Linked DNA regions of Mus musculus: regions 2 and 3 are each linked to region 1. The links are chromatin contacts, called in public HiChIP or PLAC-seq maps. All regions are on one chromosome and are shown on one strand. Each heading gives the region's core, a stretch centred on a gene start, on an enhancer-like site or on the middle of the called end of the contact. The rest is flanking DNA. Distances are from core to core; before and after follow the strand shown. Region 1 holds the start of Fut8 (fucosyltransferase 8). Region 2 overlaps Gm35488 (a long non-coding RNA gene). Region 3 has its middle 38 kb from the start of Gm24070.

What was found. HiChIP or PLAC-seq counts read pairs in DNA pulled down with a chosen protein or histone mark.
Region 2: an H3K27ac HiChIP or PLAC-seq map of SST interneurons shows a contact between it and region 1, with 5 times the contacts expected there. The contact joins the enhancer-like site here to the promoter of Fut8 in region 1. A contact is called at or near these places in 13 of 39 promoter capture datasets (the 3T3-L1 cell line, the C10 cell line, the HPC-7 cell line and 8 more), 2 of 15 datasets of contacts at CTCF or cohesin (large pre-B cells and pro-B cells), 3 of 484 Hi-C or Micro-C datasets (the HPC-7 cell line, cerebral cortex and granulosa cells), 15 of 115 datasets of contacts at active chromatin or transcription factors (SST interneurons, craniofacial prominence, differentiating embryonic stem cells and 11 more) and 2 of 9 other capture datasets (adipose tissue and embryonic stem cells).
Region 3: an H3K4me3 HiChIP or PLAC-seq map of neural tube shows a contact between it and region 1, with 5 times the contacts expected there. The contact joins the enhancer-like site here to the promoter of Fut8 in region 1. A contact is called at or near these places in 4 of 39 promoter capture datasets (the 3T3-L1 cell line, cranial neural crest, frontonasal cranial neural crest and 1 more) and 12 of 115 datasets of contacts at active chromatin or transcription factors (astrocytes, differentiating embryonic stem cells, embryonic forebrain and 9 more).

The regions. Positions count from the first base shown.
Region 1 is chr12:77,236,648-77,239,369 of GRCm38.p6, reverse strand. Fut8 (fucosyltransferase 8) reads right to left here and starts at 1,266. Exons shown (of 12, transcript NM_016893.5): 1 at 1,171-1,266. 9530018F02Rik (a long non-coding RNA gene) reads left to right here and starts at 144. Exons shown (of 1, transcript XR_003950200.1): 1 at 144-2,722.
Region 2 is chr12:77,806,554-77,809,253 of GRCm38.p6, reverse strand. The region is part of intron 1 of Gm35488 (a long non-coding RNA gene); the gene reads left to right. Among named protein-coding and RNA genes, the nearest start is that of Gm35488, 4.9 kb to the left of the region's middle. Within about 2 kb of position 1,368, at least 7 of the 459 cell types and tissues checked have an H3K27ac peak or open chromatin away from gene starts, as enhancers often do. A contact at or near this core is called in SST interneurons, where this site is marked.
Region 3 is chr12:77,851,481-77,854,180 of GRCm38.p6, reverse strand. No RefSeq gene overlaps it. Among named protein-coding and RNA genes, the nearest start is that of Gm24070, 38 kb to the right of the region's middle. Within about 2 kb of position 1,355, at least 38 of the 459 cell types and tissues checked have an H3K27ac peak or open chromatin away from gene starts, as enhancers often do. A contact at or near this core is called in neural progenitor cells and neural tube, where this site is marked.

The DNA of each region.
Region 1 (2,722 bases), core at 17-2,516:
GCCCGGTATCGGCGGGAGGACGAAGGAGCGCCCCGAGCCCAGGCTCCACAGAGCCCGCGCCCGCCCCGTCCTGGAGTCCGCGGCGCGCGGGGCCCGGCTCCCTAACGCCCCCTTACCCGAGGCGGGAGCGAGGCGGTCGGCGCCGTCCCCCGTCGCCGCCGCCGCTGCCTCCAGCTGCAGCTGGCCGCGGCGGGAGAGTGGGAGGGGTGCTGGGGTGGAGGATGCTACTCCCGACTGAAGGGAGAGGAAGAAACGGAAACAGGAACCGCGGCCGCCGCTTAACGGAGCCTTCGGCGCCACTGACTGAGGGAAAGCGCAAGGCGGCGCGAGCCAGGCAGCGGCTGACAGCGCGAGACCGAGCGCGAGCCGGGTCCAGGACGCGCGACCCCGAGCAGCGCCGGCCCCATTCCGTGAGGAAAGGGAGGGACGGGTTGGCTGGGAGCCGGGGAGGGGGCGGCGGGGGCCTGGAGCCCAGAGAACCCGGCCACTCGGGTCGGCCCGAGACCACGCGCGCACGCGCCGGAGTGGCTCCGACCGGGAGCGCAGGCGGGGAAGCCGCCGGCCGGCGCGAGCGAGGGAGCGAGCGAGCGAGCGTGCGCGCGCGGAGAGGGGCGCGCGCCCCTCGGCGTCCCAGCCTGCTGGGGGAGGGCGCGCATGCGCCGGCCGCGGCCTCCTCCAGCGACCCTGGCATGTGCACAGGCTCCGCCCCGTCCCCTTCCTCTCTGTGCGGGTGGACAGCGGAGCTGCAGCATCCACCGGGCCACGGCGGGACCCGAGTTCCAGCCGGACAGCGGCCGCGCGCGGGCTCCGGCTTTGGTCTCTACAGGCGAAGGCCGCCTGAGGGTCGGAGGCTGAGGGGAGCAGCGCTCCCCACGCCCTGGCCGGCCTGGCCCACCACCCAGAGGCGCACCCCGCTGGGGCTCAATAGGGCTCTGTACTAGTTTCGGGGTACTCTCTGCTGCTCATCCGCTGAGGCACCAGCACACAGTGCCACCTCGGCTCCGGGCGGTCCGGCTACCCTGCGGGCTCTGTCTTCATCTGAAGAGAAAGAACCCCGCAGAGCCCGAGTTCGAAGCCCGGCCGTTCGCAGCCGCTGCTGCCTCAGCCCTTCGGAGGCGGAAGTTTATTGAGTACAGGAGAGGAGAGGCTTTTCCCTAGGATGCTTCCTACCCGCTCGCACTCGGGGATCCTGACGCCCGCGATGCTGAGCCGAGTGCCGAAGGGCTACCTCCGACAGACCGTCCGGGAGGGCGAGCTGGGCGGGAGGACCCAGCCGCGCAGCCAGGGCACACAAAGTAGTCGCGGGCCGAAGGGGTGCTGCCGGGGCCAATCAGAGCGGGAAAACCAGTGAGTGGAGTGCGAACTGGCCAATCAGAGGGCCGGAAGATGAGCTTCCCGTGCCGAACTCTTCCCTGTAGCCTGGGGACCAGATCCCAAGCCTGAGGACTCAGCCGGGTGACTGAGTAGAAAAGCTGCCCTCAAGACAATTATTCCTCCCAGCACAGATAAATACTAGTAAATACTTTGGAAACGTATCTCTGAGTAAACAGGGCCACCCTTTTATATGCTAGTAATCAAAAAAACACAGAAAAGACATTAAAGAGGTCGTAGCCTGCCAAGAATGCAACCTACCTAATAACTCTCATAAATTCCCAATGTTTATTCTATATCAGGAACTGTGTTTCTAAAATGCAAAGGACAGTGCTTTTTAAAAAGGAAAAAAAAAAAAATGCCTGTGCCTTCAGGAGCTCCGCACCCTGAGAAGCTTTTCCGGACCTGTGACTGGGTTAATGTCTCTTCGAAATAAAGCTCTCTGAGAAAACACCGTGGCTTATTGAAGGTCACACAAAACTCTGGTGAAGTCAGAATTATGATCTAGCCAAAAAGCTTGGGTGTCATCATTCAACAAATCTGTAGTCATTTATTAAATGCGTAGATAACTTCCGTGAGACTCTCAGTTCTCTGTTGCAAATAAGCAAAATTTAGGCTTATACTGTACTTAGATGGATTAAGGGCTAAAATTTCAACAGTCAAAACCCTGAATTATTTTTCCTTTTGTGTGAGTATGTGCATGCTAAGGGTGTGTTTTCTCCTGGGCTACACCCACAGCCTGGAACATTTTTAGGAGTCAGAGGTAAAATGTTTACTTTGAGGCTTCAGCACAGCATTTAAAAAGCACTTTAACAAGGATGTATGGCTTGAATGTATTCAAGGGAAAAAGAGGAACCATTTCTAGTTAATTAACACACGCTACCATTTGCAGTACTTGAAGATCTCTACATTCAAAGTTTTATGTGTGCCTCGAACTCTCTGCTCCTTTAATCTGGCTTTAATTATCTCCTAGGAAATATTAAAACTATAGGAATCAAAGCATCCCACCTACTTTCTATTTAAGAAAAAGCCACTAGAAATATTTGTGAAGAACTTAGTACATCTTTATAGAACAGCATAGTATATAAGAAAGCGCCAAACTGATGACTCTGAAATACAGTGAGAAAGTAGTTCTTCAGCAGTTCAGGTCTCTGCTCAGTGTCACAGTACGCTGCTCTCAAAGATCCTTCAGGCCATGCTCAGGATATAGTTACCATCCCAGAATTAGAAGTATCAGCTAAGCAACTGATATGTGGGAACAAATCTTTTCACATTCAGTTCTAGACCAGTAATGAATTTCTGGAAAATTCAAACAAGAAGTAATACTAACTGAGCTCTTTGAAAACTACAG
Region 2 (2,700 bases), core at 119-2,618, 570 kb before region 1:
GTAGGTTCTTTTTTCCTGGGTGTTTGGCATGGCTCATTTGTTTGAGGGTGAAGATGCAGCTGCTACTCCAGAAAGTCAGAGCAAGGGAAAATTGAAGAGGGAAGATAACAGGGCTAAAACTATGCACATCAGAGCTTTCCCATCTGGGTTCAAACCCCACCTCAGGCATTCGCTCTCTGCATATCCTTAATTCTGAATTCTGAATGCTACAGTGGCAGACTCTGGTTCATTTTGCATGAGGATCAGGTGGACCTGCTAGAGAAATGATCCCAAATATTTTGAGAACTCGTAGTAAAGCCTGGGAGTTCAGAGCATGCATTGGTATTCACTTAATGTCTTTGAGTTACTCACCTACTAAATGAATGCAGTGATAGCCCATTGGTTCATTGTGGAGATTAAACAATATAATATACATTTAAAAGCATAAATGGTCTAACTTTTATTACTATGGCCTAATAAAATGTTTTACTTACTGGTTCTTCCATGGTTGGCAGAAGCAAATAGTACAAGCAAAGTGTCTGGTGTGCATTCGGAAAGATGAGCTATGGTAATCGTGCCCTTTAGAACTGAGCTCTAAAGCGTGCACATAAAACTGCACCCCTCCGAATGCTTTGAGTTGGCTTTGGTGTCTGAGTCATGTAAGCTTTTGTTGTGGCAAAGCCCCTCTGAGCTCCTCCCTGTGATAATGTTTCCTTAGCAGACCAGAGAGTCTGATGAGGCTCCTGTTGGAAGGTCTGTTTCTGTTCTTTGGAGTCTGTACAGCAAACAGTCCCTGCTTTGTTCATTTGGAGCATCTTTGGCATAAATGTGGATGCCTTGCTCAAGGCCTTCCTCGTATTCCAGATGGGAAGCAGTGCCTACAGAAACCAGCAGTATGTCTGGCCTGGACAGCTGCTGCAAAGTGGGACTATTGAATAGCTAGCTAGAAATTTTGTGAAGAGCCTCAGGGACTCTTTCTCTACACCCCTCTCTCTGTCCCCTTTCTCCTCTCCCCCTTCCTCCCTCCATCTTTCTATTTCACTTCCTGATTATTCAACCCACAGAAGGCGCAAGCCCCAGCCTTCAAGGTTAGCTGGTCCTGTCAGGAGTCTTCTGGATCATATAGAAGCCAAGGCTTTGTAACCTCCGCTCCTGGATTTCAGTACTTCCCTCCAGGGATGTTATAAGATGTAGCTCAGCATTGCCAAGAAAGTTTGTTACGATAAGAAAGAGCAGCTGGTACCTCCAGGACCATTGTTTTAGAAACTCATAACAACAAGCGCCTTGATTTTAATATTCTTTTATAGAGGGGATTGGAGAAGACATTTACAGCTGGCAAATGCTTTCAACTATAACGGGGTGCATGCTCACCAAGGAACACTGCAGAAACCAAGGAGGGTGCTAAGTATAACCGGAAGCCTTGTGATTGCTTCAGAGAGCAAAGAGATGTTGCCTTAGGAGAGGAAAGCGTCCAAATAGCTTATTTTAAGAGCATATTTGGGGTAATAAGATTATTTTTATGAATGCACAAATCTTGTATAGTACGTGCTCTTCCCTCTAGCCTATGGATAAAACCTAAAGCAAACAGAACCTGCGTGTGCAGGGGCCAGGTCCAAAAATACCTCTTGTGGTGCTTTTTTAGCTCCAGCTGACGTTTTTGCAGGGCTGCTTTCAAGCCGTAGTAGTCTCCTTGGTTGCAAATGGGCATGTAAGTCTCGGTGTGCAGTGTGAATGAAGGACCTGATCTCAAGCTTTGAGCTTTGCAGCTTTACCACAGTCCCTCCACTTATGGGAAACCACTGGGTAGGGGCTACCAAATAGCTGACAGCATGGAAGAAGAATCCAGGCTGGATATGCTGGTTTGTGACTGTGACGACAGACAGGCCTTAGAGGACTGAAGCAGGAGGGTTGCTGAGAGTTCCGGGCCAGCCTCGGTTACAGAGTGAGACTCTGCCTCGAAAGATTAACGACATTCCGAAATAAAGGAAGAGCAAACCTCCAACACTGTTATTAAAAAACCTGGCGCGATAAAGCAAATGAATCCATTGCATTGAATATAGCCCCCCAAAAGGCATGAACCTAAGGGGCATCTTGAGTTAAATAGATGGAACTTGTACAATTTAACATGTAATGTGTGATTTTTTTTAGAGATAAGATCCAGCTAGAATTGCTTCAAGGAAGCATTTAAATGCTCAGTGGATGGTCCAAGAAGGCTCCCCGGAGTGGCTCCTCATGAGATTGTCTTTGTGTGCAGAACAGCACCTGGCTCCACAGCATGGAGGAACAAACGTTCTCCAGACTCATAAAGCACTGCTTTAGAAACACATTTCCAAAGGATTTTTGTATTGAGAGACCCTGCATTGCAATAGACGGAGCCTCGTGCTCACCCCTTTGGATCCCTTCCTGCCCAGTCTTCCCTGGAAACCATGAGGTCCTGGTGAACTTACAGTAAGAGTGAGGATTGTCTGGTCTCCTGGGAATACAGTGAGAAGCCAGAAGAATTGTCCCAGATCCACTGAAAGGGACCCTCCTAATTAGATACACTTATAAAACCCTGGCTTGGGTTCTCTGTCTCCTGTCTCTGGGTTCTTTGCAGAGCAGAGGTTCTCAACCTGTTGTTCTTGATCCCCTTGGGAATCAAACAGCCCTTTTACAGGGGTCACCTAACACCCTTGCATATCAGACAGTTACATTACAGTTCATAACAGTAGCCAAATTATA
Region 3 (2,700 bases), core at 106-2,605, 610 kb before region 1:
GCAGGACCACAGAGAGTACTTTGTTGCAAGGTGTAACCACGAGTCCATGAATTAGTTTTCTATTATTAGACATACAGATGGCTTTGTTGTTGTTTTCTTCTGTTTATACTATAAATACAATGGGCAGATTTTGTTTACCTATATTGTTATCTTTCCCACTGCTGGTTTTCATAAGGCAGATTCTAAGAAGTGGAGTTTCTGAGTCAAAGAACTATGTTTGTAGGTTCTTTTAGGGAGGCTATAAAATAGCCAAGCTTCTAGGTGCAGGGCTTGCCTCTTGGACAGAGAGGATTGCAAACAGCATAGAGATGCCTCACTGGGAGGATGGATTGGGGTTCCCATCCACCTTTCATTTCCCTGGCTCGCATTTCTTCCTGCAAGTGAAATCTCCCAGAAAGAGATGGGAATTCTTTCTCCTTTGCCGCAATGCTTGACCAGGCTGTGCAGGCACCTAGGTTGGAGAGTTGGAGCAACACAGCCAAATGGGATTCATCTTTCCGTTTTGCCTGCCTATGTAAGTGTCTTCTTGTAGTTTGTACATGGGTACTATAGACACTAGCTGGCTTAATTTTAAACACTGACAGGCTAATAAGCAAATATTGGTCTCTTGTTCAGATTAACTCTGGGTGTCTTTCTCAGAGACTTGGATTGCTCAAAGCTTCCCTGACAACAGCCCCCACCATTGTTCTGCATCTTTTTTATCAAAATGCCTTCCAGTAGTTTCTCTATTCTGCAAAGGTTGCTCTCTCAGTCGGAGCTGTCACTACAGCCAGATATTAGCCACACGTCTTAGCAGCACCACTCTGACTCCACCACCCACTTGGGCAGAGTCAATTATGCTGTAAAGCTAGTACACCTTTTGCTTCTGGCCCTTTCTAATACCCAAGATCTAACTTTGATAGTAATAATTTTTTTTAAGGACGGTCACTCAAATTATATAACCCTTAGACTTCTTTGTAAAACACTGAATTGTCCTTTTGGAGGAACCGCCCCTCTCAATGCCCCTCCACCCCCAGTCCTGTATTCTACTGAGTTTCTGGTAGAACAGAGGCTTTTGGAAGTTACCAATATGAGAAATAGAGTTTAAAAAATATTTTCTTCATGCCAGTCAGGCGTCTTAGTACCTACTTTTTACATTCTTCATTTTTTTTTAACCTCAAAAATAATCTGTGTCTACCAAAGTTATAAATAGAAGTATGTATATAATTTTAAAGCATGTGTTTATAACTTGGGGCTCCTTTGTTCCCCGACTGCCAGCTTGATTCTAGCAATCCGGAGTCTCACATTCCTATTCATCTACATCATCCTCTTGCCAGGATCCTCAGTCCCTCCCTGGTTAACAAAGCCGTCAATACCTTCTGATTACATTCCTGCTGACTTTCAGTCTCTTGGCAACCACAGATACCCCCGGGGTTACTTAAATACATGCACATTGCTGAACTGATTTTTTTCTGAGACATCTGTTCACATTTCAGTGGTGCTAAAGGCTCTAACTCTGCTTTGTAACTATAACCAGGGAGAGATGTTGATTCTAAAGGTGTTTTAATCAAACTGTCTAGTGTTATATCCTGTCTTTACCTCTCTCCAGTTTGAATAAATTCCTTGGACTTTCCAATGGTCCTATTTGCAAAATAAGGCTAATATCAATGCTTAGCTCACTGAGTTTCCTTAAAATGTAATGACAAAACATATAACATATTTAGAGCTGGACTTTTCACTTATATAGTTATTCTTAGTAATTATACAATAGTTTTGAAGGAGAAAATAGACCTCGAACTTAGGATAAGGTCTGTTTTATTGTTTCCACATTTCTGATACTAAGTACAGCGCCTGGCATTAGATGCTCAATGGCTATTGGTGCTTAACTGAGTGAAAAAATGAAGTGCATATCTCTAGAACTTCTTGCCTCTGAGTTCAAGGGCCCCAAAGAAATTGAGGTTTGGCTCAAGAGATGGAAGCAGCAGATGGCGGATGCAGTGTTTTATGATTTAATCAGGGATTATCATGAAAATGTTCAAGTAGAGAAAATCAATAACTAAGGGTTTGCTTCAGGGAATTTAGCTGTTTCCAGCAGACCCAGAAAACAACTACTGATCTGTCCATGGTGTCACGTCAACTGGCCCAATCATGTACTGAAGCCAGCTAGTAGGGGAAGGCAGGAAGAAGTAGGGGAAGAGGGAGTAATTGTCCAGGGTGATGCTATTGAGAGGTATTAGCAGTGGAGGACCTGTCTGGAACAGGGTTTCTAAACCTTGAACCCACAGACCCTGGTCTATAGATTCTAGTGGCTGGAGATAGGAGCCCCCTTAAAAATACATTAAAAATAGGGAGGGTTATCTAATTGTATATTTGTATTTATATCATTCTGACGATCTTGGTATTTTACAATTCTCAAAATGTTCCAAGATCCTCAAAGGATTGAGATGAGATAGAGGAAGATGGTGGAGGAGTCAGAGTGACAGCTATGATGGATATGGAAAGGGAAGCAATGGCAATGTGAGCATCCTGTGTTCTGCCTCTGAGACCGGAGGAACACACACTCAGCCATCTCTCCAGTGTTACACTTTGGATGCTCAGCAAGCATTAGCAAATCCTTTCTTCTCATATTGTCAACTTGCTGTTCCCCTTTTTCAGGGGCTCTTTCCAGGGCAGGAGGTGAGCTCTAAGGAGACACACACACACACACACACACACACACAC